Linked DNA regions of Mus musculus: regions 1, 2, 3, 4, 5 and 7 are each linked to region 6. A link is a contact called in public Hi-C, HiChIP or PLAC-seq, Micro-C and promoter capture Hi-C data. All regions are on one chromosome and are shown on one strand. Each heading gives the region's core, a stretch centred on a gene start, on an enhancer-like site or on the middle of the called end of the contact. The rest is flanking DNA. Distances are from core to core; before and after follow the strand shown.

What was found. Promoter capture Hi-C pulls out the DNA fragments that hold promoters and counts their contacts. A called contact is a pair of places that touch in the nucleus more often than the background predicts. HiChIP or PLAC-seq counts read pairs in DNA pulled down with a chosen protein or histone mark.
Region 1: a contact with region 6 is called in a FOXA1 HiChIP or PLAC-seq map of pancreatic cancer cells. The contact joins the promoter of Sntb2 here to the promoter of Smpd3 in region 6. A contact is called at or near these places in 2 of 115 datasets of contacts at active chromatin or transcription factors (astrocytes and pancreatic cancer cells).
Region 2: a contact with region 6 is called in a promoter capture Hi-C map of pre-B cells, with 2.2 times the contacts expected there. The contact joins the promoter of Atp6v0d1 here to the promoter of Smpd3 in region 6. A contact is called at or near these places in 4 of 39 promoter capture datasets (hippocampal neurons, liver and pre-B cells) and 1 of 484 Hi-C or Micro-C datasets (memory CD8 T cells).
Region 3: a contact with region 6 is called in a promoter capture Hi-C map of liver, with 2.3 times the contacts expected there. The contact joins the promoter of Plekhg4 here to the promoter of Smpd3 in region 6. A contact is called at or near these places in 1 of 39 promoter capture datasets (liver) and 1 of 115 datasets of contacts at active chromatin or transcription factors (large pre-B cells).
Region 4: a contact with region 6 is called in a Hi-C map of cardiomyocytes, with 3 times the contacts expected there. The contact joins the promoter of Vps4a here to the promoter of Smpd3 in region 6. A contact is called at or near these places in 1 of 39 promoter capture datasets (hippocampal neurons), 1 of 484 Hi-C or Micro-C datasets (cardiomyocytes) and 1 of 115 datasets of contacts at active chromatin or transcription factors (embryonic forebrain).
Region 5: a contact with region 6 is called in a promoter capture Hi-C map of pre-B cells, with 4 times the contacts expected there. The contact joins the promoter of Enkd1 here to the promoter of Smpd3 in region 6. A contact is called at or near these places in 3 of 39 promoter capture datasets (hippocampal neurons, liver and pre-B cells) and 1 of 115 datasets of contacts at active chromatin or transcription factors (pancreatic cancer cells).
Region 7: a contact with region 6 is called in a Micro-C map of embryonic stem cells, with 2.9 times the contacts expected there. The contact joins the promoter of Has3 here to the promoter of Smpd3 in region 6. A contact is called at or near these places in 6 of 39 promoter capture datasets (the 3T3-L1 cell line, cranial neural crest, embryonic stem cells and 3 more), 1 of 484 Hi-C or Micro-C datasets (embryonic stem cells) and 1 of 115 datasets of contacts at active chromatin or transcription factors (embryonic stem cells).

Annotation. Positions count from the first base shown.
Region 1 is chr8:106,933,870-106,938,187 of GRCm38.p6, forward strand. Sntb2 (syntrophin, basic 2) reads left to right here and starts at 1,871. Exons shown (of 7, transcript NM_009229.5): 1 at 1,871-2,452. The coding sequence starts at 1,933.
Region 2 is chr8:105,563,854-105,567,708 of GRCm38.p6, forward strand. It overlaps Atp6v0d1 (ATPase, H+ transporting, lysosomal V0 subunit D1), which reads right to left and starts at 2,211. Exons shown (of 8, transcript NM_013477.4): 1 at 1,930-2,211. The coding sequence starts at 2,059. Agrp (agouti related neuropeptide) reads right to left here. Exons shown (of 5, transcript NM_001271806.1): 2 at 3,753-3,855; 3 at 3,507-3,639; 4 at 3,267-3,349; 5 at 2,842-3,085. The coding sequence starts at 3,636. The coding sequence ends at 2,903. It overlaps Gm38250 (predicted gene, 38250), which reads left to right and starts at 2,327. Exons shown (of 4, transcript NR_168532.1): 1 at 2,327-2,421; 2 at 2,516-2,617.
Region 3 is chr8:105,371,170-105,375,330 of GRCm38.p6, forward strand. It overlaps Plekhg4 (pleckstrin homology domain containing, family G (with RhoGef domain) member 4), which reads left to right and starts at 2,103. Exons shown (of 23, transcript NM_001364406.1): 1 at 2,103-2,693; 2 at 3,584-3,730. The coding sequence starts at 2,650.
Region 4 is chr8:107,029,589-107,033,907 of GRCm38.p6, forward strand. It overlaps Vps4a (vacuolar protein sorting 4A), which reads left to right and starts at 1,681. Exons shown (of 11, transcript NM_126165.2): 1 at 1,681-1,903. The coding sequence starts at 1,883.
Region 5 is chr8:105,706,522-105,710,839 of GRCm38.p6, forward strand. Enkd1 (enkurin domain containing 1) reads right to left here and starts at 1,687. Exons shown (of 8, transcript NM_198299.2): 1 at 1,636-1,687; 2 at 1,303-1,402; 3 at 1,028-1,222; 4 at 45-217. The coding sequence starts at 1,387. 4933405L10Rik (RIKEN cDNA 4933405L10 gene) reads left to right here and starts at 1,768. Exons shown (of 4, transcript NM_027655.2): 1 at 1,768-1,994; 2 at 2,275-2,492; 3 at 2,879-3,063; 4 at 3,140-3,724. The coding sequence starts at 1,911. The coding sequence ends at 3,576.
Region 6 is chr8:106,336,077-106,339,953 of GRCm38.p6, forward strand. It overlaps Smpd3 (sphingomyelin phosphodiesterase 3, neutral), which reads right to left and starts at 1,889. Exons shown (of 9, transcript NM_021491.4): 1 at 1,736-1,889.
Region 7 is chr8:106,869,452-106,873,286 of GRCm38.p6, forward strand. It overlaps Has3 (hyaluronan synthase 3), which reads left to right and starts at 1,385. Exons shown (of 4, transcript NM_001331048.1): 1 at 1,385-1,500.

The DNA of each region.
Region 1 (4,318 bases), core at 621-3,120, 600 kb after region 6:
TTGAACTCAGGACCTCTGGAAGAGCAGTCAGTGCTCTTAACCGCTGAGCCATCTCTCCAGCCCCATTTTTTTTTAACATATCTAAAAGACTTTTTTTTTTTTTTTTTTTTTTTTTGCTATGGTCATTACATATAGTCTTGTTATTGGCTCTGCAATTAGCAAAATCACTGACTCTTTAGCTAACAAATCTTTATACGGTTTCTTGGATGGTCATCTACATATTCGCCAAAAAAAAAAAAAAAGATGGAACCCAGACTAAGACTGGCAAACTTATAGAATCAAGACAGAACCCTTCAGGACTTGGTTATTTGAAGCCTTGCACACTCACTACCTAATTCCACTAACCTTATGTCTTGTTCACATTGGCAACTTCCTAAGGAATCATCACAGATGGTTAATTTTTGTGTGTGTGTGTGTTCACTTGACTGGGCTAAAAGACGCCTGCCTGGATGGACAGATGTAAAACCGTTCTGGGTGTGTCTGTTTCCGGAAGAAATTTTTTCCATGGTGACCTGAGTAGAGAAGATTGTCCTCAACAGTGGGAACCGGCACCATCCAATCAGGTGAGGGCTGCCAGGGAACAGTAAGACGCGGTATACTCACTCTATGAAAACTGGGACATCGCTCTCCTGCCACACTTCAGGGCTCCTGGTTTTTCATGGACTGGGCCAGCTTTTACATAGTAGCTTTCCACTCCGACCCTGCTCCCCCGCTTCTGCCCCCTCAGGCCTCTCTGGTCTTCTGATAGCTTCAGATTTCTACCTAGTCCTCAGGTCTTTGGATTTGGATTCAGAGCCTTTTTCTGCAGATGGCAGATTGTGGAGTTTAGCCTCATAATCTTGTGGCTAATCTCGCACAATCTTTGTTAACTATATATACCCGTTGGTCTGTGGGGAACTCTAAAACATCAGCATGCTGCAAATGTCTTTGACCTTGCGCACTGTGGGTTCCCAGTGCTTAAGAAGACAGGTCCCGGGCTGGCGAGGTGGCTCAGTGGGTAAGAGCACCCGACTGCTCTTCCAAAGGTCCAGAGTTCAAATCCCAGCAACCACATGGTGGCTTACAACCATCCGTAACAAGAACTGACTCCTTCTTCTGGTGTGTCTGAAGACAGCTACAGTGTACTTACATATAATAAATAAATCTTTAAAAAAAAAAAAAAAAAAAGAAGAAGACAGGTCCCCTCTAATTACAGGCCAGCAGACAGGTGATTTTTAAAAGCAGTGACAAAGTCTTGGATCCACACCTTTGATCCCATGTCACTTATGCTGTGTCCCCTGCTTGTGCTCACACCAAGACTAACCAAATGTTGTTTTATCCTGTTCTTAGGGAGGTCTGCAGTCTTTTTAACCACAGAGAATCACACCTAGCTGGTTGCCTCTGTTTTTCTTTCCCATTAGACCACAAGCTCTCTCGGCTGAGGTGCATTTTATTCAGTGTGTCTCTAGGGCCTTAAAAGGAGCCCAGCACACCTCTGAGCGCTCAGGGCTGCTTTTTTTTTTTTTTTTTTTTTTTTTTGCAATGAACCAATCAATGCAAGAATGAACGCGCCAACCCGGCCCTGCAGGATCGCAAAGAGCCTCTCTACAAGCTGACTTTGCTCTCCCTGCCCGGGCAGCTCTCGTAGAAGAGGTGAGGAGTTCGAGGAGGTCACGGAGAACCAAAGCAAAGGACGGCGGGGTGCCTCGCTGCACGAGGCGCTGCCCACCTCCGAAGAGCTTTCAGTGAACCAGGACAACCTCGCCTCCCGGAAGCGGCCTCGCCGGCCTTCCCCCCGCCCCTCCGGAAAGTGGGCGTGGCCCTCATGAATAATGAATCGCCGGGGGGAGGGGAGGGGTCCGCCCCCCTCGGGCGGGAAGGGGGAAGCGCCGAGGCTGCCTGACTGGAATCGGGGGAGCTGCAGCAACGGCGGCTGCGGGAGCAGGGCCGGCCATGGCGGTGTGGACGCGGGCCACCAAAGCGGGGCTGGTGGAGCTGCTTCTAAGGGAGCGCTGGGTGCGGGTGGTGGCCGAGCTCAGTGGCGAGAGCCTGAGCCTGACGGGCGACGCCGCCGCAGTCGAGCCTGAGCCGCCGGCGGCCGCCTTCAACGGTCTTCCGAACGGCGGCGGCGGCGAGTCTCTGCCCGGGAGCCCGAACCGTGGCCTGGGGCCGCCCAGCCCTCCCGCGCCGCCCCGCGGTCCCGCGGGGGAAGCGAGCGCCTCGCCGCCCGTGCGCCGAGTGCGAGTGGTGAAGCAAGAGGCGGGCGGCCTGGGCATCAGCATCAAGGGCGGCCGCGAGAACCGGATGCCGATCCTCATCTCCAAGATCTTCCCGGGGCTGGCGGCCGACCAGAGCCGGGCGCTGCGGCTGGGCGACGCCATCCTGTCGGTGAACGGCACCGACCTGCGCCAGGCCACCCACGACCAGGCCGTGCAGGCGCTGAAGCGCGCGGGCAAGGAGGTGCTGCTGGAGGGTGAGCGGGGGCCGAGCGGGAGGCGGCGGGGTGGCGGCCTGGGCTCGCCTGCGCGCACTTTGTTTCTGCCCACCCTGACGCCTGTGCGGGGCTCGCCGGTTCCCTCCGCCCCGGCCACCAGACCTCCTCTTGTGGGGCTCCAGAGTGTGGAAAAACTGAGGCGTCCAGCGAGAAGAAAGTTGGGCAGCCACCGAAGTGTTACTTTACCGCCCCTTAGCGAGACTCAGCTGAGATTTAGGGGGTGGGGGGAGCAGCAGCCGCGTGCGAAGCTCACCCCTAAGTCTTGCACGATAAGCTGACACTAAGCACTAACTACCGGGAGAGCGATCGGCTCGAGTTCTTTAGTCTCCTTTTTTTCCCTGTTGGGAAGCGTTGGTTGGACGCTTTCTTTAGTCACCTCGGGCTCCCCGGGCGGGCCGGTCTATTAAATCCATCCACACCGATGCCAGCAGTTTGCTTGGGCAAACCACCAAAGCACTGGTTAATTTATGGGAATTTAACCCATCATTGGCTCTCAACAATAACCAGAGAAGATCACAGCACTTTGTGGAAGGCAGAGAGCTGATACAGCAAGTTTGTGAGGTTAATGAGCCTTGTTTAACAGTGGAGGCTCACGTGTTTGAGCATTTTACTGCCAACTAGAGTTTCGCCCCTTTTGCAAGAGCCCGGTGCCAGCTTCCTATCGCTGGCAGGCGTGCTGCCGCAAGACCAGTAGACATTTTATAAGAATCCTGAAACGGGTACCATCACATATGTGTGAATAGCCTTTACCTTAAGTGTAGATGCGATCTTGTGTGCAGCGTTTCACGCGTATCGATGTAACTGAGGCAGAATTAAATCTCATCTCCAAAGACTCATACATGTTGAAGGTGATGGAATATTGTAAGTGAGAAGCCAGTTGCTTGCTTTAGAAATAATTGCAAGACCAGCTCCGTTTTTCGCTGTTGAGTCAAGTCATTCCAGGAGCATTTATTGCTGCTAGCTGTATAACAGAGAATGTGAAAGGTGCTGTCCCTGTTGTATCTCTGCGGTGGGAAATGATAGAAAATGCAAAACAACTTCTAGGGAGGAATAACATCAAGTGCTTGACTCTGGTACAAGGTACAAGATGCTAAGGGATCACAAATTTAAGGCGTATTTGCTGGTAGCATTTTGGCGTGGTTTACAGCCTTGTACTCAAGAGGCAGAGACAGGCAGATCCATGAGTTTAAGAGGAGCCTGGTCTACGTAATGCGTTCCAGGACAGCTAGGGCTACGCAGTAGGACTCTGTTAAAAACAAATCCAGAAAAGAATTTGATGGAAATGGGCTTAGTCCAGGAGGGCTTTCCAGGAAGTGGTGGATATAAGTGTGCAGAGATGAGTCAGGAGGGATTGCTGGCAGGAGAACTGAACGGAGGGGTTGAAGTTGGGGAGAAAACCACCAGACTAAGGGCAGAATTAGAACTTAGGTTTTTTCTTTGTTTGTTGGCCTGGAATTCAGAGATTGACCTGCTAAGTGTTAGGATTAAAGGCATGTTCCACAGTGCCCAGCTTGCGTGTGTATAGTGTGTGTGTGTGAGCATGTACACATTACGGCCAGTCTGGCCTCAAGGTGGTCATCTTACCAACTCAGCCTCATGAGTGCTGGGATTGACAGGCATGTACCTCCATAGCCCGTTCAGTTTTCTCTTAAAAATTTTAAACTTTTTTTTTATGCATATGAGTGTTTTGCCTGCATTTATATAGCGTATTATTATAGCTGTGCCCCACATGCGTACCTGGTGACCTTGGAGGCCACAAGAGAGATCCACTGGGACTAGAGTTACAGATGATTGTGAGCCCAGAGTGGGTAATGGGAATCAAACCTGAGTCCTCTGTGAGAGCAG
Region 2 (3,855 bases), core at 961-3,460, 770 kb before region 6:
TTCAACAGTGGAACTGGCAGCAGCTGGAGTAAGAAATGCCAGAAGCCAGAAAAGGCAACAGTGTCCACCCCTAGATTTATCCAAGTAAGGAGCTTCCTCAAAGAACAAAACTAAACACTAAATTCCTTGTAACAGGAAAAAAAAAATCTCCCAAGTCCCAGTTGATCCACAGAGCTCACACTGAGTGCCAAGCACAGTGTTAAGCCCCGCCCCAGGCAGCCAGGCAGCCTACTTCTCCTCTTCCCACAGTCACATCTAAACCTTTGGGGCTGGCTCCCACAGCCCAACATCTTGAACCTCTCCTTCCTTGCTTCCACTCATATGATAAAGGTGAACAATTTTTTCTTGCAGGTTAACATAAAAATCATAAAATCTACTACTGCTCTTTAACTTTAGTAAGTTTCCTATTTTAACATTATTTTTCACTTGACGGGACTAGTTTTCAAGGTAAACATTAACTGTATGAGCCCAACTTAACATCAGAAGTATTTGATAAGAAGTTTCTACATTGGGTGAATCACCCAGCCTCTTCCAGCTACAAGCCCCTTTCTTCAAAGGAATCCTTTAGGACTCAGAGATGGGAACTCATGTCTCTGTCCTTTACTACCATGTGCGTGGAGGGTCTAGAATTAGGGACATCTCTAGCTTAGTACATCTGCTACAGTTGAGCCATCTAACTTTAGATCAGTGGTTCTCAACCTTCCTAAAGCTGCAACCCTTTAAAACACCTTATGTTGTGGTGACCCCCAACTATAAAAATTATTTTCATTGCTGCTTCACAACTGTAATTTTGCTACTGTTGTTAACCATAAATATTTGTGGTTTTCAATGGTCTTAGGTGACCCTTATGACCGTCAAAGGGATGGTGACCCACAAGTTGGAAACTGTTGCTTTAGATTTATGTGTTAAGAAAGAGGAACTTGGGGGCTGGCGAGATGGCTCAACGGTTAAGAGAACCGATTGCTCTTCTGAAGGTCCTGAGTTCAAATCCCAGCAACTACATGGTGGCTCACAACCATCCGTAAAGAGATCTGATGCCCTCTTCTGGTGTATCTGAAGACAGGTACAGTGTACTTACATATAACAATAAATAAATCTTAAAAAAAAAAAAAAGGAAAAGAAAGAAAGAGGAACTTAGCTTTCTGTCACTCTTGTGTAAGAAACTGGTGCCCTGCCGGGCGTGGTGGTGTGCGCCTTTAATCCCAGCACTTGGCAGGTGAATTTCTGAGTTTGAGGCCAGCTTGGTCTACAGAGTGAGTTCCAAGACAGCCAGGGCTACACAGAGAAACCCTGTCTCGAAAAACCAAGAAAGAAAGAAAGAAACAAACAAACAAACTGGTGCCCCAACAGTGCTGGGGTGGGGTGTGAATGCAGGTTGGGGCCAAATACTTGTACGTGAATTTCTGATTTACAGAGCCACCTCTTGCTTTTCCAAACAGTCTTGAAGACTCTACACAGCCAGCGGTTCAGAGCTGGGAGGAACCTCTCGCTAAACTGGCTTAGCAATTCCCCAGGACGACCCAACCCTCAGACCAACACCACCAAGACACAACGATTCTAAAGCCCTTGGGGGAGGAGAGAAGCCTTTTCCATCTAACTTCCCTAGGCACTGCCACCCAACAGGCCTAGGGTTGGGCCAGGGGGAAGAAGCTTGGAGGCGCACTCGTCGCGCCGGCTAACCAATCCTCGGGGACCCGTCCTTCTAAATTATAGGACTAGCTCGACGAGGTTAGAGGCAACCCGAGCCCAGGTAAACCACTGCGGTTCTTGAAGGCTTGTTTACGTCTGGGCCCCCGCGCAGAGCCGCAGCTAGAGGCAGACTCCTTCCTGACATGCCCACCATCAATCAGCTCGCGGGTTCCCAGAGGCCTCGCGTGCCCTTCCCGGCTCAGGGAGGCCCCCCTCAGACAGCCCGGACCCGCGGCTCACCCTCGAGCGTCTCGCACTGCACCAGGTTGAGGTAGTCCGCCTGGCTGAGCACCCCGGCCTTCAGGCCGCGCACTAATCCCTCCAAGTAGCCATTGTCCACGTTGAAATAGAGCTCCGGGAAGAACGACATGGCTGCGGCGGGGGTGGGAGGCGGCAGGGGAGGCGGGGGGCGGCGGGACCAGAGAGCCCCGATCTGCCCGCACGCAACTAGACTCCCCGGATCAGCTGACGCGGCGGCCGCAGCGGGCTGTCAAGTGCGTCAGGTGACGCACCGCGTCTCACGTGACCGCAGTAGGGCCTGGCTCTTAAATGGCTCCAGTTTCCGGGCACCCTGGCACGCATGCGTTACTCTGGAGTGCCCGACCGGCTATAACTGCCCTCCCGGCGCCTGCGCACTAAGGAAAGGCGGCCCTGGAGCGCCTAGCGGAGAGCAAAGAAAGGTCGATGATGGAAATCGACCGCGTGGTGGTGCTAATACCCTCAGGATGCGAGGTGGGCCCTAAGTTGAGTTTTCCTGGGTTTGGCGCTTCTGTCTGGCTTCATTAGGGCCAGCCGGGTAAAGCTGAGCGGGTGTGCTATTCCTTAGGCTGTCGAGGCTGTCTCCTACCAGACAGAAACCGAGGTCCAAGGAAGAGGAGGGGAGAGTTTCGGAGCCAAATGGTTATCCTCCAACTAGACTTTACACCCGGTAAGCCGCACTGCGCCCGCTTTCCCGGCGTTTGTTGCACTAGTTCTCTAGGACCGGGGTGTGGCCTTCTGATTTCCCCAAGGGGCCTGGTGCCTTAAACTCGCCCATATATGTGGTTCAGATGATGGTGTAGCTTAGACCCCGAGGTTATGGTGTGTGTGGTTCCAGCATGACGACGCCCCGACAACCCTTCGACAGCCACGTTTGAAATAACCACAGCTTTAAGGTTAAACCGTCCCATCCTTTATTCTCATCCCCTGCCTTTGCCCAAACAACATCCATTGGCTAGGTGCGACTACAGAGGTTCGTGGCCGTACCCAGCTTGCGGCAGTAGCAAAAGGCATTGAAGAAGCGGCAGTAGCACGTAGCGCACGGGTCGCAGCAAGGTACCTGCTGTCCCAAGCAGGACTCGTGCAGCCTTACACAGCGACGCGGAGAACGAGACTCGCGGTTCTGTGGATCTAGCACCTGCATTCGTAGGGGAATAAGGTTCAGGAAACTCTCAAACCCCGACCCCAGTAGGGTGGCAGTGGACTGAGGTCAGGGAGGGGCTGCAGTTCTGCCCAGGTTGGGTAATCCGGAAGTGGGGAGAGATGATGGTATCTGATGCGCCCTACCTTCTACTTTATCCCTTTCCCTAATGAGTTACCTCCGCCAAAGCTTCTGCCTTCTGCAGCAGAACTTCTTCTGCTCGGTCTGCAGTTGTCTTCTTGAGGCCATTCAGACTTAGACCTGGGGCAGAAGATGTGAGGGCCACACCCACCATGCACCAAGTACCCACCTCCCTAGGTTGGGATTGGGATTGGGGAAGGAGGTCTAAGCCTGGGCGGGCAGGTCTGTGGCCAGCAATGGTCGTTGCCCCACATATCCCCAACCTGACCATACTCACCTGGGAACTCTGGGAACAGAGCCTGGTCAGGCCTTCTGATGCCCTTCAGTGGAGCCACGCCCATCTGGACCCCCAGTGTGGGAGGCAGTGCCAACAGCAGAACACAACTCAGCAACATTGCAGTCAGCATGGCCTGGCTCAGCAGGAAAACCCCCATTTAGTCTCTCCTCATCCTTAGGGTACCCTACCAGCGCTGAGAGAGATGCTCCCAGAAAGTCCCAATTCCTGTATAGTCTTTGTGCTTACCTTTGCTTGCTGATCTTTGCCTAGGGATGTCCTGGTCTCTTGTGCCCTGAGCTTATATGGCAGTGCCTAATAAAGGGTCCACACGTGACTGCTTCCTGTAGCC
Region 3 (4,161 bases), core at 853-3,352, 960 kb before region 6:
CCAGGTTTCAGTCAGGATAACTGGGGAGCTTGTCACAACAGATCTCTGAGCCTGCTCCAAGGTGTCCGTTTTTTAGAGGCAGGGTCTCACTATGCAGACCTGGCTAACCTGGAACTCAATATGCAGACCACACTGGCCTCAAATTCACAGAGATCTGCCTGCCCATACCTGTTCTCCCTATCCCCTTTTCCTGCCCCTCCCCCAGCCCCCATGCTTGGATTAAAGGCATGTGTGGTCACACCCACCTACTCCAAGGGTTTTGATTTAACAGGTCTTGGGGAAGCCCAAAAAGCTAGTGAGCACAGCTTGAGAATTAGGTAAAGCTATCAGGCATTTGCTCTGTAGGAGCAAGCAGGTCAATTGGCCACGCAGGGCAGTGATGGTGCTCGCCTTTGATCCCAGCACTTAGGAGGCAGAGGCAGGCAGATTTCTGAGTTCAAGGCCAGCCTGGTCTACAAAGTGAGTTCCAGGATAGCCAGAGCTATACAGAGGAACCCTGTCTCGAAAAACCAAAAAAAAAAAAAAAAAGTTTGGCCACTTGATTGGACAAAAATGACAGGGTGGTTATCTTACCTGGAATGAATGGAGAGGGGGGATCCAGATGTCATAGGCCTAGAGCTTGCTATTTAGGCTGGGCTGGCTAGCCCAGGATCTGCCTGCCTCTGCCTCCCCAGTGCTAGGATTACAAGTGTGCCAGCATGTTTAGCTTAAAAAAAAAAAAGTGTTCTGAGAATCAAACACAGGGCCTTATGCTATCCACAAAGCTATCTCCCTAGCTTCCCTCCATCTTAAAAAAACAACAGGATCTTGTTATGAAGCTCTGTCTTGTCTGGAACTTTTTTTTTCCCCTTTTTTTTAGACCTGGCTAGCCTTGAACTTGTGTATCGTCCAGCCCTTTCATCTCAAGCCCTAGATTAGAGGCATGCACTCTTTGGTCACAATGAGGGCCGTTCTACGTCAAAGAAGGTGGTCTGAGACAACAGGGTTTTAGTCAGCTCTGTTTCCCCATGCAGTCTGGGACCTAAGAGAAAAGGCTGTGATGCCCCTGGTGGCCTTGAATGCCACTCCCAGGAGCCTGGGTTTATTTGGGTCAAAGATGAGAGGGGTCTGGGAGGTTTGAGAAATCAGTTGCTTTGCTGATTACAGTGGTCCTGGCTTAAGGGACTTAAGTCATACACAGACTTAAGGGAATGTATCCCCAGATCTCCAAAGCTAAGGAGTCGCCTTTTCTTTTCTTTTCTTCCCTTTTCTTTCCTTATGGATGGATGTTGTCAAGAAAAGAGAGGTAGGGAGGGCTGGGGAGGGGGGAGGGCGGAGTGGGGGGGGGGGCTGTCCACATTCTACAATCTCAGTGGAAAAGACTTCTCTGAGTAGATTCAGCAACCAGCAGAACCAGAGATGGCCTTCGTGAGTCACTGTTCAGACTTGCAAGCTCAGCTCTGGAAGCCCGCTGTGGTCAGCCACCCCAGGTTGGCTCCAGGCCTAGCCCCCCACTGTCCCGCACTGGGCCAGTGTCTGTCCCTGTTGCTGTTCCATGCCTTTCCCATCCCAGATACGTGTGCCTCACAGCTCTCTGCCTCTTCTGTCTGAGTCTGTCTGTCAGTCATTTTCTCTAACCTTGGTTTCCACGTCACCCACGTGGGAAGAGTTCAGGACGGGAGGGGCGGTGTGACTAGTCTTAGATACCCCTAAATATTTATTCTGTGCCAGGCCTGACATACAGAGCTCGAAATATCAAAGTGGACAATATTCAGTCTGCCTGCTTACAGGGCACATTCTGTGTGGAGTGAGAAAACCACAGCCTAGTTCTGCCTCTGTCTCAGCACGCGTGCCTGCGCTCCCCCAACCGCCTGCTGTGTTCAGAGGGCCTGGGTCAGTTAGGGCCTGAGACCTGATGCCTCTTATTTGCTTCATCCCTGGGAAGGGTTATGTTCCTCCCGGGAAGTCCATCTTCTTACAGCTCCTGGGGGCCTGGCTAGTGGGTGGAGGTGAGCCTCAGAAGCAGGAGGGAGGGAAGGAGAGAGGGAGGGAGGGGCAATGACTCAGTGGGGGTGGCCTGGGACAAGAACCAAGGACAGAAGCCAAGACTGGACCTGATGCTCACTGAAGCTAGAGGAAGGAGAGATGGAAGACATGCCTAGGAGCTGGGGCTGGAGAAGGACAACTCCAAGGCCAGCCTTGCCCCTTGCTCTTCAGAATCTGCCTTAGAGTCAGAGATGGGTGGGGACGCCTGTTGTTTCTACCATGGCTGCAGCTGATAACTAGATTCATGAAGGAATCGCCTGACTTAGAGCCAGGGAAGGCATTATGTCCAGTGTCCTCTCCTCCCAGGGACCAAGGCCATGGTGTGGGGGCTACATGCCTTTGTCTGGTTGCACAGATAACCTTTTTCTTATGATCTTTCCACAAATTCAAGAGTGTTAGGCCAGGCCCACTTCCTCCAAAAGGACCCCAGACTTTAGAGTTAAGAACGAGTAGGGGTCTCCCAGCTATCCCAGTGTCTTTCATCAGTTCAAGATTCCCTAACGAAGGGTGAAGTGGGAAGGCAGGGCATGAACACAGATATCTGATCCATCCATCAGGATTTCCCTGGTCCATCGGGCAACCCCAGGAGAAAAGAATGCTTTTCTTGTCTTACAGGAGAGGAAGATGAGGTGCAAAGAGAAAAGGGTCCCTGGAACAGCCCACAAGAGGTGAGTGATGGAACCAGATCTCAGCTGGTCTCTGGCCCCAGGGCACCAGCTTTCTTAGCCACCCTTTTCTGTGGATAGGGAAAAAGAACTCAGGGAATGAGGGTTTGAGCCTTATGTATGTTGGCAGGCCTGGGTCAATTCCCACCCAGAGACATAGCTACCTACCCTCTTCACCTTCCGGGTTTAACAAGTCATGGGATGTCACCGTTTATCTCTAATTTATTTCTCTGTCTTTTTGTTGTTTGTTTTATTAATTAAACCTGGGGGCTCACACAAGTCAGGCAAGGGCTCTGCTACTGAGTTACACCTCACAGCCCATCCAACCTGTTCCGTGGTGGGTGGGCCTGAGAACCTGAAGGGGAGATTCAGGCTACAGAGGAGTGGTGGTCCCTCCCACTATCCGTGAAGATTATCCACACGCAGCTACCAGGGCATAGGGAGTCTCTCTGGAGACGGCCCCTAATCATGGACTCACATGTGTGTGTGTGTGAGTGTGTGGTGGTGGGTGGTGGGACAGCTCTGAGGACCACGAGGGCTTGAGTGGTCCTCATCTTGTACATGGAAGCTGGGCAAGTATTCCCATGTCCCATCACGGGAATGGTAAAGGAGCCTTGCCCTCCTCCCACAAGGGCGTCCTTTGCTTCGTGCAAGAGCCTTCTTTCCATCGGCAGAGCCACGGCTCACTCACCCTTTCAGACAGTTCCAGCTCTGAGCACAGTGAGCACAGTGGAATGAATGTTGCCGGGGTCGGCAGAATGAGAAGTCAAGGGAGGGCTCGCCAAGTCTCCGAGGCACTGAGAGTAGGAACCCAGCGGCCGGCGGGCGCGGATGCTCTAGGCAGGGGGCAGTAGGCGTGGTCCCAGCTCTCCTCCGCACCCTCGGCCTTGCAGAGCGGCGCCTTCCGGAAGAACCTGTGATTCGGTCCTCCAGCCCCTAGAGAGCGCCGCGTCCACAGCGGCCTTGCGGCCCTTCGAGCCACCAGAAGGTGGCGCCCTTGGAATCTGGGCAGCCTCGCTGTACCCATCCTCGAGGCTGCGGTGCGTTTGTTCTTCGTTAGTTCGACGGCTCTGGTGGTGTAGCCTCCCGGCTTCAGAGTTCCCCACTGCACGTCCCAGGGGTGTGAGTGTGCGGGTGACCCGTGTGGGGCCGGGAGCACTGGGACAGGCGCCTAGGCCAAGGCCTGGCAGGGTGGGCTAGAGCGGAGAGCTGCGCGTGAGCCGGCTAAGCCTGTCGTGAAGGTGTGCCCGAAGGTATGGCCACCCAGTAGTGGTTCACGGAAGCGTAAGCCAGTCTTAGGCCCAAAGGAGACCCTGTTTCTTCCCTCACCAGCACACCAGGCTGGACTACTTTACTTTTACTTTCAGGGGACCTGGTACCCAGCCTAGCACTTCCTCCTAACCGCGGAGTCTTGCCCCACCATTTTCAAACCAGTTCCTGGATGAGCTGAAGTTTCCTTTCACGTCAAAGT
Region 4 (4,319 bases), core at 431-2,930, 690 kb after region 6:
AGGCTTCAAGGGAGCATGGCCCTACCAGTAACTTGAGTTTTAGACCTCCAGCCTCTAGAACTCCTGGGGTCTTTTTTTTTCTTTTTGGCATAATTTTTTTCTTCCTGTGAACTCAGAACCTCTGGAAGAGCAGCCAGTGCTCTTAACTGCTGTGCCATCTCTCCAGCATCTCTCCAGCCCCGACTGGTTTTTTGAAACGGGGTCTCTTTATGCTGTCCTGTTGGTCTTGGAGCTTGCTGTATAGTTCAGGCTGTCCTCAAACTCACAAGAGATCCTCTTGCCTCTGGCTCCTGAGCGCAGGTTATTAAAAGCATGTGCCACCATGATCTTTATTGTAGCTATGAGGGAGGGAACAGTCAGAGGCATCCGGAAGAGCCCAGAGCTGAGAAAGAACAGAGTGGACTGAATAGGGTCAGCTGACTGGACCTGACTGTGAGGGGAGCAGGAGCTGTGCAGAGAGGGAGAGACAAGACAAGACCAAGAGGGCACAGAGCTGAAATCGCAGGGTTATGAGGAGAAATGAGTAGCTGGGGAAGGGAAGCCCATGAGTGACGTTTAGGGGAGGGAGCAAAGCGCACATTAGCCCACAGACCTGGAGGCTAGTGTGCGCTTCCCTATGCTGACAGGCACCTCAGACAGCCATGTTCCTTCTGCCAGTGGTAAGGGAAATGACGTGGCTCCTTTGATAAAGGGGAAGCAGCTCCAGAATCTCAGGAAATGCAGTTTCCTTTGCACCTGACACAGAGAGAGAGACCCTGCCTGAAAAAAAGAAGTATCTGGGCATGGCAACCCAAAACTTTAATCCCAGCAAAGGCAGGCAGATCTCTGAGAGTTTGGGTGGGCAGGAGTGTGGCAATCAGAGGACAACTATAAGAAGTCTGCTCTCTTCTTCCACCCAGCAGGAACTGGGGATATTAGCTCATTTGTCTTGTGCACAAGTGCTTTTACCTGCTGAGCCATCTCGCTGGCCCAGAAAAGTTAACAGTTAAAAACTAGCACAAACTTGGTGGTGGTACAAGCCTTTAATCTCAGAACTCAGACGGCAGAGGCAGGTGGATCTCTGTTCGAGGTTACGCCTGGTCGACAGCCTGAGTTCCAAGACAGCCAAGGCAACACAGTGAAACCCTGTCTTGAAAAAAAAATAAAAATAAAAACCATCACAAAACAGGCTTTAGAATCATTCTCTCATAACAGTTACCTGGGATTGAACCCACAGTGTGACATTCACTATGTATACATTAGTTCATTCATTGTCCCCTAAGACAGGCAAGGTAAATACTAATTAACATAACCTATTAAATAGCGGGAAAACACAGCTCCAGGGAGTTTACTTTTTATGGTTAGGTTTACTCAAGTGGGGTACAGATTCTACTTGTTCCCTCCGCCCCGCCCCTCACTCTCTCACAAGGCACGCCCTTGGTCGGCCCCGCCCACCTGGGCTCCCAACTCCGCCCAGAACTCCCCATCTTTGTCCACGTCCAGCCCCGCTCCTCTCCCGGATCTACCAGGCCCCGCCCCCGTCGGCCCCACCCCTCACTCGGCGGCTCCGCCCCTCACTCCGGTTTTACCGGCCTTCGGGCTGGCCCTTTACCGGTATCCCACCAGACCCCGCCCCCGGCAGGCCCCGCCCCTCTTAGAGGAGCGGTGTCTGCAGTTGCAGGCCATGGCCACAGGGCGGCAGCCGCGTGACTCGGGCTGGGCCGCTCTGGGCCGCGCTCCTCGTTCACCCTCGGACTCGGCTCCCACTGCTAGTGGCAGCTCTGCCCGCGCCGAGAGCCGACCTGCCGGGCTCCTAAGCGGCGGACCCACCACCTCGGCTCCTCCGAGCCGGACCGAGGCCGCAAGCAGCACCGCGGGGTGTGGGGCGGACCCAGGATATGAAATGACAACGTCAACCCTCCAGGTACTTGGGTGCGGCGCGCCCGCGGAGGCCCAAGGCGGCAGGGCCTGCGGGCCGCGGAGCGGACGGGCGGTGGCCTCCTCGGAGCCCGGCCTGGCGGTCCCTGTCAGGCTGCCTCGTCCCACCCGCGCTGCAGCCTCTCCCGCGCTCGGAGCCCGAAGGACGTCTCCACTGAGCCCCGGCCCAAGCCGAACCGGCGGGCCGGAGCCCAGGACGCGCAGCCGGGGCTGAACTGCCGCCTTGCAGCGGCGCCGCCTCCCCCTGAGCGCGCCCGGGTCCCGCAGGTCGCTCCGGGAGCGGCGTTCACCCGCTCCTGCCAGGCGCCCTGGCAGCCCCCTGAGCTGCTTCCAACGAGCCCCGGGTTTCTCGGCCAGCCACCCTTCATTCATTCCCTACGTCCTGCAGGGTGATGCTGGGGTGGCGCCGCCCGGATGAAGGAAGGGCTCGTTCTAGAGCTGTCAGAAAGCATAAACACTGTCAGGCCTCAGGCTTGTGTTTAAATCCCAGCCCTGCCACTCACCAGTGTGTCTAGGTTTTGGATGTTGGAATGTTGGATTTCCTCATCACTAAAATAGGCAGTGCCCTTGTAGGGTGGTTGTCAGACGACTTGAGACAATAATTCAGGGAAAGCAATTATAACATAGGTTCAGCATATCATGTACTCGGTAAGCCTTTGCTAATAAAGTAAGCGTTTGGGTGGAACCAAGTAAGACTTTATGAAGGAAGGGACTTTAGCCAGAGCATCAAAGAGTGAGTGATATTTGCATATCTGGTGGTGGTGGTGGCTGCTCCAAGTAGAAATACAGGAGTAAATTTCTGTTCTAGGCTTGAAATTAGATGGAATTCAGAACTAGAACCCACCATTCACTGCAGAAACTGTTCTGTTTGTTCTTAGGGTTAAACCAACTTCGGCCTGATCCCACCTGCCTGGCCAGAGTTAGCACTACATGTGAACCAAGAATATTATCCAACTTTTAGGAAACAGTTTTATGAAGAGCTAGCACTCATGCTATAACGGTCACATATTTAAACTGTACCATCCAGGGCTTTTAGAGGTTTGAATCATCACCAAAGAAACTCTACGCCTTTAACCACTGCTCCTCAGCCCTACTGTCCCATGTAGCATACTCTGTGGCATTGTACGTTGTTGTGTTTGCGTGCATATGTATGTATGGTGTGCATGTGTTGTCTGGGTATGACAGTGCCCGCACACGCATTCCCATGACCTGCCCGTGTGGGGAGGTCCGAGGATAACATGCACGCATCGGTTCTCTTCTGGATGTTCAATTCAGGCTGTCAGACTCCGGTAGGAAGCGGATTTCTTTTTTCCTGGGATTTCCTTTATTCTTTGACGTTTCATACATGTCAACCATGAGTCTGGGTCTTGTGTACTTCCAGCTCCACCCCCTACTCCTGTGCCCCCCCTCTCAGTAACCCGCTGTGCCCAGTTAGTGCTTCTTAAATTTTGATTGGTCTTAGTGAGCTCATCTGGTGCAGGTAAGCTGCATTTCACAGCACCCCTCCAGCCTCTGGCTCTTTCCTCCCCTCTTCCAGTTTTTTTCTTGTGCCTTGGGGACATGGGTGATAACTCTCAGGGCTGAGCCCTCCCTCAATAGACACTAATCTCAGTTAGGAGTCTGCATTGACTGCTAATCATCTAACCAACTCACCACCACTGAGAGGAGCAACTTCTCTGGCCTAGATTATATCTGTGGAGATAAGTATAAATACTTAGAGGACAGATCAGCATTATGTCATCTAATAAAACAACAGTGTAGATTCTTCTCTAGGCCTGTGGTCCCTAAGCCATGGGCTTCTGACCAGCTTTACAGCGCCAGATCTGAATTCTTCCCTGTACAGCAGGCCTCAGATCCAAGCCAAATATAGTTGAGCGCCCCCATAACTTTTGTGCCACTATTGGACCAATGGCAGATCAGTACTGTAACATGCATGGTTGGCTTCAGGGATACTATTGATGTCTTTTCTCCCCCCAGAGACTAACACTATGACAGGCAGGCAGCAGGTCAGTTTCCGCTTGCTTTCTTTTTGGTTTTGGTGGTGGTGGTGGTGGTGTTTTGGGGACAGGGTTTCTCTGTATAGTCCTGGCCATCCTGGCTAGCCAGGCTGGCCTCAAACTCAGAGATCCACCCACCTCTGCCTCCTGAGTGTTGGGATTAAAGTCATGTGTCCCCATCACCTGGCTGAAGTTTTTTATTGAATGGAGTCATACACTGTGTAGTTCTGTCTGATTTGGCTTAACCTGATATTACAGTCATTTACATTGTTTAAATGACTTGGGAAAGGGGCTTTCAGGCTTTCATGACATAATTTAAAATTCAGATTTTGGGCTGGTGAGATGGCTCAGTGGGTAAGAGCACCCGACTGCTCTTCCGAAGGTCCAGAGTTCAAATCCCAGCAA
Region 5 (4,318 bases), core at 437-2,936, 630 kb before region 6:
TGCCTTGGCCAAGATGGATAGGTCTGCCTCCCTGGGACAGATACCTTCATCCTGGCCTTGACTCGAGACTCCACATTGTCATACTTGGGTGAGCGCCACAGTGCCTTCAGTGGCTTAGGCTGACCCTGTTCCCGGCTGCGTTCCTGGTCTTGGAAGCGCCTCTGAATCTCTTTGATCCGCCTCAAGTTTTCCTTCTCATGGTCCTTTGGATTCTTCCCTGGAAGGGTGCAGGGAGGAATATTGCTAGGGACAGCCCTACCAAATGGCCATGCACCTCGGACTAGATCGAATATAGATTCACACCCTACCCTTGGCAGAAAGACCTCTCAGACAATCTGGGAGATGTCTGGTAGAAGAGAGGCCCTGGGTTCACACACACATACACACACATTTTTAAATACAACCAAGGCCTCTTCATGGAAGTTAGACATCATACCCACAGCACAGTTATCAGCTTATTCCCTTCCACAGTCACCCTCCTGGTTATCTTCTACATTTTATGATTTAGCATACCATTAATCACCGTGTATATTATACACATGGCCTGTCTTGTTCATTGCCTCCAACTGTGACTCCCATACTCCCCCCGCCAATTTTTTTTAAATTCACACATCCCAATTGTAGCCCCTCTACTCCCAGTCCTGCCTGTGCCAAATCCCCCCCCCCCCATTACCCCTTTCTCTTCTCCTCAGAGAAGGGGAAGCCTCCCTTGGATACTACCCTACCCTGGGACGACTCCCATACTTTTTAACCCCGTTTTCCTAACAGCTACAGGGTTTGGCACAAAGTAGGCACTAAGTAAACAATGCTCCATCAAGGTGTGAAAGCTTGAAGCGAGGGCTTTCTGCAGAAGGATAGACTCTGATCCTGCCAGGAGGTATTGTATTTTGCCCTTCTTTTATGCTAGAGAAACTAAGACCCAGAAAAGAACATTAACTGCATGGGCTCAAGGCAATTAAGAAGCACCCTATTTTAATCTCTGCTTTTGACCTAAGAATGCCTCAATACCCCGTCTGCAAGGACTTACTCTTAGGAGAGACCCCCGAACCGAGGGAGATGCACCCCAGTTGCAGCAGCACGTCCCCCACGCCTCGCTGGCCACGCTCTAGGATCTCTCGGGCTTCAGGCCTGATGCGAGGGCCACGAGGAGGACTGGAGTCCAGGTCCCGACCTGAAGTCAGCAGGTCCAGCTTCAACGCGTTTCCTTCCAGGCGTCCTTGGGCTGAGGAGCAAGACGCGGTGGAAAGCCGTGCTCAGGGGTGGGGCGGGGTACTCGCCCCGCCGAGGCACCCCGCAACTCACCCGAGGCCGGCCGCCGGTAGTAGTCCGGGCAGAGAGTGGGGTCTGGGGGGATGGGTCCAGAGATGCGGGACGGGCCCTCGCACATGATCCTACCGCAGCCCTGCAACAGTGCACCAGGGCCTGTTGCGCTGCGCAACTTTCCCCTCTAATCCCTGTCGGGTGCTTCCACCCTCCACCCGAGCCCTGCATCCCCGCGGTAGCCCCCATCACCGAGCCCCACCCCTCGACGACCGCCCGTCTCTAGGCGCAGACTGTACCACCGCCCCGCGACTAGCCCACTGCCCAGAGGGGTTCGCCGCCCCTCCCCCGCCAAGCCCCAGCGAGGGCTCTCACTGGAGCAGTTTTACCGCCAACTGTTGCAAGCCGGTAGGAGTTGCTGTTGCTTGGCAACAAATGGCTTCCTGAGGTCAGGGGTCAAATGACTAAGGCGAACAGCCTTCTGGGGTTTGTAGTTCCAGATGAGGAGTGATTCTAAGTCTCGGGTCTCAACAGGAGCCTTACCTCTCAACCTGTCTCCCCTACCAGCACTGAGTACCAGTCCAGCCCCGCTCTGGGCCTGAGGTTTTCTCTGATCAACTGTCGAGGGATGCACTGATTCCTCATAGCCTATGGCCTCAGAAGGGGCCAAGAGGCAGCCAGAAACCCAGAATGGGGCAGCAGTAGGGTTAGCCCAGGTTGCAGAGAGCCTTGAGGTGACTTGGGCATTTCAAAGCTCGGGAGATGGAGGGGTAGGGCAGGAGAGGTGGGACTCTAGGTAACCCAACCCTCTAACTGCCAGGCCAAGCCCTACAAGTAGAGAGGCCTAAGCTGGTTACCTTCATATTTTGTGGCCAATATGTAGTTAGGAGACACCACCACCCCCCCAACCAAGGGAGATGTACTCCAATTGCAGCAGCTTTGGGCTTTGAATAACTGATCCCCACAATACTTTGCCTGGCCATCGGCTCCCAATGACCTATGTGTATCTTCTAGTGTCCAGGAACAGAAGAGTGTCTGGTGCCGGCACATGAGACCTGCAGGAGCCCAGGCGAAGACAAGTGTCCCGTGGGGCACAGCTTAGAGCCAGAGCTCCAGGAGGAAGGAATAAAGGTGGGAGAGGAAGGGCTCAATGCAGGGGTGGAAGCAGGAGAGGAGAGAGGACCCAAGCCTACGTCATCCATCGTGAGACCAGCTCATGGGCCCAAGAGAAAGTGAGAGGGCTTTCGGAGGGAAGGGCTGGGAAGGTGGGTCTTATGCCCGGAGATTCCTAAATCCCCATTCCTTCAAGGCAGAGATTCTTGTCTTTGACCAATACCCCTCACTCCCAACTCTAGAACTTGGGGGCTGGGGGGTTGGTATGGATTTGGGACTTCTAGATCTTGCAAGGAGACTGAGCTACCATAAATGCTGAGCCTCTACTGGGCTTGGAGCTTCACTGTCTAAGAAATGGACAGCTAACTAGCTCTAGTGGACAGGCAGGGGTAAGCCCTAGGCTCAAGATATAGGAACCAAAGACTGAAGCCTGCCTCTTTCAGGCCTCTTGTCCCAGGTTTGGGTTCCCCAGCCCTCCCAGGGCCAAGCACCATGTCCATCCTAGGTCAGAAGTTGAGCTGCCACCGGGGGTGCTGCAGAAGAAGGAGGAGCCAGAAGGCAGCCACAGTGAATCCTCACTGTCCTCGAAACAGCACAAAAAAGCCAAGAAACGCAAGAGTGGCGGGGCTCCTGTGCCGCCCGCTGTGGCCAGCGCATCCGCACCCGCCGCCGAGACCTTGGGGTTGGAGCGTGAGTGGCAGTCCCTGGGCTCTTCTCTTGTTTTCTTTGTCTTCTGAGGCTGACATGGCACAGCCTGGTGTTCTAGCCTTTGCTCTGCCTTGGGTTCTTGCAGGAAAAGCCCAGCGCCTGCGGCCACTGTACCAATACATCAACTACTGCAACCCAGAGCTGAATCAGGAGGAGGACGGGGACAGGGAGCCCGAGGTAGAGCCTGAGGCCGAGTTAGCACTGGTTCCCGAGGAGCCGGGCGTGGAACAGCTGCAGCTGCAGACCTTGCTGCCCGTGGCAGGTGAGCTGGGCTTAGGCCTTGCTTTACCCTGCCCTAATCCGTTAGTGCCACTGACCCATAATCTTCCTCCTCTGGTAGAGGAGGTTGGAGAGGAGCCTGGGGGTCTGTCTAGTCTGAGGGTGAGTGGCAGCCTCAAGGCTGAGGTGGATAAGACGACGCAAGTGGATATCGACAAGATGTTGAGTGTCTGTGCTGCCCCTCTTGTGCCCCCTCTATCCCCTCAGTACAAGTGACCATCTAGCCACTGAGAATACCCCTGGTCTAGGCCTAAACCATGGCTCTAAGTCCATCGGCCTAAGCCATCAGGTGGAGGAAGGAATTTTAGTCTTTGTCTACACTTGAGAATTTGCGCTCACTGAAAATAAACATTTCCCCCCTTTTAGAATGTGATTCTTCAAATATGATGCCTGCATTGGGAAAGAGGTTGGGGAGCAGGGAGGAGGATGGCTGGTCGTGTGGATCAGTGGGGACCTTGAATGACGGATTCCTGAGTACTACCAGATTTGTGTCAGAGAACATGTCTACTCACCCCAGATTGGGAGTCCAAGGCAGACCAAAGTACACAGACCACCAAAGTCTGACTCCGTGAAACAATGGGTTTTAATGGGGTGACTTTTTTTTTTTTTTTTTGAGACATGGTTTCTCTGTATAGCCCTGGCTGTCCTGGAACTCACTCTGTAGACCAGGCTGGCCTCAAACTCAGAAATCTGCCTGCCTCTGCCTCCCAAGTGCTGGGATTAAAGGCCTGTGCCACCACGCCCGACTTAATGGGGTGACTTGGTGGGGGGCAGAAATCACACAAAGACAGTTTGCATCACCAAAGCTCATCCTAGCATGAGTGACAGCTGACAAAGATGGGAACCTGGAGCACACTGTATAGTCTGAAGGTAGCGAAACAGGAAAGTGGAGAGTGTCCTGCCCAGGTACCTCAGCTGGTCTAACCCTCTTCCAGGCAGTTTGCCTGCATTCTGCTTT
Region 6 (3,877 bases), core at 639-3,138:
AGCTGCCTTCATCCTGAAGTTGAACCTTAGGTCAGCAACTGTGACTTGAGAGTTAAAAGGATAACTGTCTTGCTACCTTCTACATCTAAGCTTGGTTCCTCTTCCTCCTCCTTCTTCCCACCCCTCCCCCAGCCATATGCATAGCCTCACCACAGCAAGGCACACGCGTGAATACTGGAGCATGGACAGACACATTCATCCAGTCACATTTTCACTCACGCTCTGCCCCACACACCACTATCAATAAAAATCACATCTAGCCACAAAACCAAATTTGTCCTAATATAGCTGATAGGGCATGAGGTTGAATGGGTTTAGTCAGCATGCTTCTTCAGATCCCCTCAACTGCAAGGTAGAGTCCCTGGTCATCCCTGTCCTCGTGGTCACAAGTCCTGCCTCTAGTAACCATCAATCCCATCGCATTCTTGGGGCAGGACTGGCAGTGGGGTTGGAAGGTGGGGACAGAGAAGAGTGTATGGCACAGGACCCAGCACAGCACAGCCACCTCCTCCCTCGGGATTTTCCATCCCGGCTCGCGCGGGCCCGCGAGGAGCGAGCGCGCTTTGTCTCTCTCGCTCTCTCTTCTCCTAGCACGTTTCCGTGGAAGCTACCCGTGCCGCGCCCGAAGCCCCCCTTCCTCAGCCGCGCCCCTCGCGCAGTCCAGCCCTGCACGCCTGCCAGTGCCGCCACCGCCGCTTTGTCCTCCCGTGGATGCCTGGGCAGAGCGCGAAAGCCGGGCACCTGAGAGCAACCCCTGCTCGCAGGGTACCAGATCTCGGCGTCCAGATCTGGAGCGCGCTCGGCATGCAGCGGAGCATCCCTCCAGGATCCGCGAACGCGGAGGAGCTGCGGGTTGCTGGAGAGGGAGACCACTGGGTCCTTTCCCTCAGGTGCCCATCTAGACTCTTAGCCGTGGTGCTGGAGCTCTAATTCCCGGGGTGTGGCGGAGCAAGAGAGATGATCTCCACTCTCTACTGCCTGGGACCTGGATCTAGGTGGAGAGGGCCTGGGAAATAAGATCCAGGTAGGGAGGGGTACCTCAGACTCTCACTTCTACCCACCTCCCACACCCAGGCTATTCAGACCTTAGGTGCGGCTCCATCACAGAAGACCCAAGCATCCATCAGTGCTTGGAGCAGGGTGGGGAGGAGTCCTGCAGCCCTTCACTTTCTCCATTCCCAAAAACAAATATCCCACAAAGAACCCAACTGTGAGCAAGTCATAAGGGGAGAGCCTGGATGTAAAGGAGGGCAAAGGGAAGGGTCTCCCTAACAACTCGAAACCTAGGAGAGTCTAAGAGGAGGGGAGGTGTCTCATCAGTCACATCCCAATCCCTGTTTGCAGCCTGTTTGCAGCCTCGAGCTGGGGTGTTGTAAGGAAGGGTCCCTCTATCTCCAAACCTCTCATCCCAGAACAGTCCCTCCATCCTCAACAACCCAAGCAGCCTTGACTTTAGGCGCAGGAAAAGGGAGACTCCAAGCCTTTTTCACGCTCTCCTACGAGAGACCAGAGAGGGTCTTCCAGCCCTTCATCCCTTACACTCAAGAAGCTCTTTCACCATACGACAAAACCCAGCCGAGGTTGCTCCGACCTCAGGCCCTGGGCCACGAAGAGGCCCGCAGTCAGTCCCTCCAGCTCCACGGACAGATGGTGTTAAGTGCGGCGAGGACACGTCCCATCAACTCCCCAGGCCCCCCTCTCCTCAATAAAACAAAAGCAAGTCCTTAGCACCCACCTCAGGTGGCGCACAGGAGGGCGCTCGGTGCGGGGCAGCGCACGCGGCGCCTCCCAGCTCCTCGCGACCGGGGCTTCCTAGAGACGGCTCTCGCGGCGGCGATGGTTACAGCGACCGCGGCTCTGGCATCCGGAGCCTCCCTCGGACTCAGCACCTGGAGCGGCGAACAGCTCCGCGCCTCATTCCGCTGACCCCGCCTCCCGCGAGCTGCTCTGGCCAATGGAGACGCAGGATCCGCCCAGGAGGTTGCCTATTGGGAGGTTCCGGTCCCTCCGTTGGGACCTCGCCCCCAGAGACCGCCCAAGTGTTTGCTCTGCCTGCTGGAACATGTAGTCTCTTAGGGCTGTGGAGTGGGCTCGTGCCGCGGGCTTGTAAACAAATGGACTACATTTCCCAGAGTGCATTGAGGAGCCCTAGGCGCGGAGGAGGGTGGGAGGACTGTTTCCATAGCAAACTCAGCCCCTTGGGGAATGGGGGATGGGGAAGTGGGGCAGGCCTTGGGACCCTTGCAAGACCACATGTGATCTGTGGTTAGCGTCTTGGAAGACGGATTCGGTTATCTTTTTCTCTCTGTTTCTACTTGAGGACCCTGGGCCTCAGTTTCCCTGTCTAGGAAGAAAGGTAACGAGACGGCCTCGCTGCAACACTCGGTGGAGCCAATCGAGAGCGAGACGCTTTGGTTCCTCCCCACCAGAGATAAAGGATACTGGAGGAGACCTTCACACCTCAATCTGAACTTTTATATTTTTTCCTTAATTCTGACACTGAAGGTTTGTTTGTTTTTTTTGTTTTGTTTTGTTTTTTTGTTTTTTTTTTTTTGTTTTTTTTCTTCTGGCCACATTCCTTGCGCCACTAGGACCTTTCCTTCTTGTCCCCACATTTTTGCAGTCTCTCCTTCAGTACTTTCTGGTAGAGTGAGCTGCTTCTGCCTAAAACCTTTCACAGGCTTCCTCGGGCCTCTGGGATCAAATCCACTTTTCACAGCAAAGCTGGAAAGTCCCTTGAGAATTGGACTCCACTCTCGTTTGCATCGTTCTGAACTTTGGAAACTGGCAAGCCTTGAGTACTGATTTTTCTCTCTTCCTCTGATCCCCTCCATCATGCCGTCCTCCAACTCCTCAACATCCTTTAAGCCCCAGTTTAAATGTTGCCTTGATGTGTGACGACTTCCTTGATGTTCTGCCGAGTGTTGCACATCTTCTGTGTCTGTCAGCCTCTACTTCCCCTATTTGATTTGCATGTTTACACACCCAGCTTCCTCATGAAACTAAACTTATAAAGCAGAGGCAAGTCCTGTATTATTCATATTTATAGTTCCGTGTCTACAACCTCTGACATACAGGAGGCACTCAACAAATGCTGAGATTTACCTATAGTTATTGAAAATGAACAGCGGTTTATCTGATTTCAGCATACACCTTCAAAAAATGTTTATTTTCTAAGGTGTTTCCCACTCCTAAAGATGTTCACTAGAAGGATGCTACTGGTTGAAAAAAAAAAGTTTAAATGCCATTCATACTTTTAGGATTGGTTGGGATTTTGTCTGAATGTCCCAGGGTCTTTCTACTACTGTGGTTCTAGAGAAATATATTTGTGCCTGCTATTCCTGTCAATTCCCCCACTAAATGTCACCAGTTCCTCTATTTTAGCTGTTGGCCCTACTTTCTATGTCTAAATGCCTGCCTCCCACTCCCTTTCTGGGAAGATCTTCTCTCACCTGTCAGTCATGAAATAAGATGCTGGCTGGCCTTTAAACCTTCTGCTCAGCATCATAGGACTCCACAGTGATTTCCTGCCTTGCTAGGTAGCATTTTTTCCTCCTGAATCCCCAGGAAAGATTCTGATACTGACTAGATGTCTCATTAATTCCATCCATAGTTTGTTTGTCATCGTCCTAGAAGTTTAGGGTGTATGAAAACACAACCATTCTGGAAAGAATGCCTTCATGTGCATAGTTGATTCACACTGGGAAAGGAAGTAACTGGAAAGACTACTATTCCAAACAGAGCCTGAAAGAAAGGAAGCCTGCTATCCCGGTACAGAACAAAGGCTAGGGCAGAGGATGAATAAAATGTTAGTTCTTCCCTAACAGGACCTCGAGTAAGCCTCGCAGAGGGGCTTTGATCTTGGCTAAATCATGGA
Region 7 (3,835 bases), core at 135-2,634, 530 kb after region 6:
GCTAGAACTTTGACAAAGCATGCACAGAGCTCAGGATTCAGTCCCCATCAGTGAATAAACTGGGTGTGGTGGCCCTCATCCTTCTCTTCGGAGTTAAAGAGGATAAGAAGTTCAGGTTTATCTATCCTTGGCTATATGGGAAGTTCAAAGGCCTATCCCGGGCTACAGACTCTGTCTCAACAAAACAAACTCACTCACTGCCCAGCCCTTTAGCCCATGCAGTGGTGTTTCTCCTGAATGAAGCAGGGTGAAAGGTTTTGATTTTGTCTGTCAGGGTGGGAGTGGGCGGAGCAGGGGCCCAGGGTGGCTGTGTTGTGGATTCTGTGGCTAAGTGACCTATGGGCATGTCTGAGAGGGATGGCTTCCTGACTGGAGCAGCTCACATGCCTATTAAATTGTTTCCGCCTGCGAAGTTATCTCTGACGGTTGGAGGACCCATAAATTCATTTTTAAAACTAGTCTTTAATTACAATTTCTCTTCAGGTTTTTCTGAGATGTAAAACCTCGAGATCTCCAGCTGGTTCTAGAGTTTCTACCTCTAACAAACACTCTTCTCCCCTGGACTCCCTCTCGGCTTCACCTCACCGGAGGAGTCTACACCAACTTCCAGGGACCACGGAACTGCCAGCGAGGATGTCGGATGGGGACCTAAGAGGTCGGGACGTGGGAAAGAAAGGTGGGGAGGAAGAGCCGTTTGGGCTTTAAGACCGGAACCTCCTGGATTCCTGCTAGACCAATCTGCAGCTTTTGCAAACAGCCTTAAAGTCATCAGCGCCCCGCTGCGGAATTCAAAGCTCAGCTTGTCATAATAGTTAACACCTTCTTTGACCAGCCTCCTTTTATTTGACAATTTTTCTTTTCTGTCCCTCTCTGTTGCCACCGGGAAGGTTTTTAGGGAGTCCCCTCACATAGCGAGCCGCCCCTTGGCGTTCAGAAGATTTTCTGGGGTAGCCCGTTTGCAGGGTGAGTAGGTTTCCAGGTTTCGGGAGCGGGGCGTGGGGGCGGGGATGGACATGAACGATTTTGTAGGTCCCCACTGGTCATCCGGAAAGTTAACGATGCTTCAGGTACTAGGCTAGGGACAATGACAGCCTTTCCAAGGCTGCTGGCCCGGAGGTCGGCGTGGAGCAGCTGAGCCTTGGGCTGCACTGGGGGTCCCTAGTTTTCTAGAGGCAGAGGTTGCGACTCTCGATTCGGAGGGGCTAGGTCCACGACAGACCCCGAGTCTGGCGAGCGCCAGCCGGTGGCCGGGCACCGGGCGCTCCCGCGGGCTCCGGGAGCCCTCCCACTCTTGCCAACTTTCCCTGCCCTGGTGCCGGAGGAGGGCGCCTTTCCCAGTGGGTCGCGCGCGATACTTAAGGCGGCTCTGCTGGGCAAGGCGGTCGTCAGTCGGAGCCCCAGCGGCACCGTGGAGGCAGTGCGCGGCGGCGGGAGCCGGAGGAGGAGCATGGAGCCGCCGCGGGCCTGCTGAGCACCGGAACGCCGGCAGCCGGCGGCACGGTGAGCGCACCCAAGGGGCCGGAGCCTCTTACCGCGACCTGGGGACCCTGGGGCTCCGGCCGCTCAATGCTTCCCGGCGGCAGTCGCTTGCACCATGTTCCCTACCCCCTCCTCCCTTTCTTCCGACATCCTGGGCTCCCGCAGCCTCTCCTCCCTTCCTCCCTTGCGGCTCTTGTTTTGTGAATGAATTGGGGGTGGAGGGAGGCTGTGCGGGGAGCGAGGCTAGAGTGCCCCTCCCCCCAACTCACGCCCGCAGGGGGTTCACACCTGCGGGGACACCGAGATCTCCAGCGATCTGGTCCCTACAGCACAGGTTTGTGAGATGAGTTCCTCCTCCTTGCCGGTTCAGAGAGGTCCAAGGGTGCCTAGGAGAGATTGGAGGAGCTCCAGCCGCTAGTGCAAGTTTCTGTACTGCCGTGCGTGAGCCCGGCTGCAGGGCGCACCTGTCAGTGGGAGAGTTGCTGTTAATCTTGCAGCCCTCAAAGTTCTACTGCTGGGTAGGGAGGTGTGCGTCCTTGCCTGGAGGTTTTTATTTCTTTTCATTGTCCTATGGGACATGGATCCCGTAAAGCGCCCCCACCCTCGTGCCCTTGAATCTAAGTGCGCCTTAGCTAGCCTGGGCGAGCTTTCTTGGATCTCTTTTGAGAGGATGGAGGAAGCGGCCCAGGATATAAGATCACATTCTGGTTAACCGGCTTGGGGAAATACAGTGTCCTCTCTGGGCAGAGGACCTCAACAAGAGCCCGTGCCAGAGCCTGACTGTACATAGAATATCCAGCTGCAGAACCTTCCTGGGTCTTCTGTAGGGAGATGGGTACCTCTTAATTCCTGAGGGGGAGGGGGTCTGGCCCCCGGATGGAGGGGGCTGGCAACTGCAGGGATGCTGCCTTTGTTTGCAGGCACTCCTTTGCCAAGGTACCTGGGGCCCTGAGAAGATGAGTAGGGTCTGGGCTGGCAGTTGTTCCTTGGCTTTTCCGTTCCTTCCCAGCAGAGTCGTGGGAAACCTGCACGTGGGTGTGGCTGTGTGGCTTTAGCCAGCGGGGTGAAGCTCAAGCCGGGTGAGGAGCGTGGCGAGAGCTTCCTTAGCTGCCTTGGACCTGACCGGACAGCCTCTGGAACTGCACCGAGGCGGGGCGCCAGGACGCAGGTTGCTGGGCCAGCCACAGCACCTCCCGTCCCTTCCCAGAACGAGGCGGGCAGTAGGGCCCGCAGCGTCCCCTATGTATCAGCTCTAGCTGGAGACTAGGCAGGGGACGTATGCCTGGGGCTCCCTGAGCTGGGTGTGTGCAAGGAGGGCTGGGAGTCCTACAGAGGAAGCATGCGGCGGCTCCCGGGGCTGGTAGGGCAGGCCGCCCAGAGGACATGCTTCCCGGAGAGGCCAAGCTGCCAAGAGTTCTTTCCAATCTACACTGCTGGAAGAATGCTTTTGCGGATTTAAGCAGTGACTGTTCCGCACCCATCCTATGTGATGGATATCTCTGGCAGCAGAGTCTATTCCTATTGGGATGGTGCCTGGATTCAGGGAGACCAGGATTGAAGCAGGTTTCCGAAGTGAGGGGTCATTGTCTAAAACAAGGATTCTCCAATCTGGACAGGTAGCTAAAGAGACAGGAATGGAGGGCAGCCGCTCCTTCCCACACTGCTTCCTAACGCTCCCACCTGGGAAAGCCCTTAGGGGCTAATGTGCATCCATTGTCAGGGAAATTACCTGAGATCTGAGAAGCAAGGAACCATTAGCATCCCTCTTGGGGACATGGACAGTAAGTCTTTGGGCAAGGTCAGGAAGCCAGGAGGCAGTGGAGCGTGTCCAAACCTTGGTCTCCGATGTCAAGTCCTGGGCTCCTCTCATTAATGCACAGTTGTTCCCAACAGGATGGGGGCTAGAAACCCCAACTTAGTTACAAATGGGAACCTACACTGTTTGAGTGGCTGGGCCGGAAACATGCCGGCAAGCCTACCAGGACACTAGGACCAAGTAGGCGGAGCTCCCCAGCAGCCTTCTCTGCAGTGCTTGCTGCAGTCCCCTATAGCTCAGTTGCTGGTCTTACAGCAGGGCTGTCCACACCCCAACTCCCCTCTCCCATCTCTTGGCCTTTTCTCCTGCCTCTCAAGTAAAGAAAACAGTGAAAGCCAACCCTGCGCAGTGTCTTACAGAAGGGTGGAAGAGAGAAATGATTTGTGTCTGTCTGCCTCACACCCCTTTTACATCCCCTGCCCCTGTTTTCTCCATGGGCCTTTTGCTGTGCTGGGAATGGTCCCCTCCCAGGGTACACTTAACACTTAGAGGTGGTAGCTGTAGGCCTTGGGCTGCCCCCTGACCCATCTTCTCCCACAC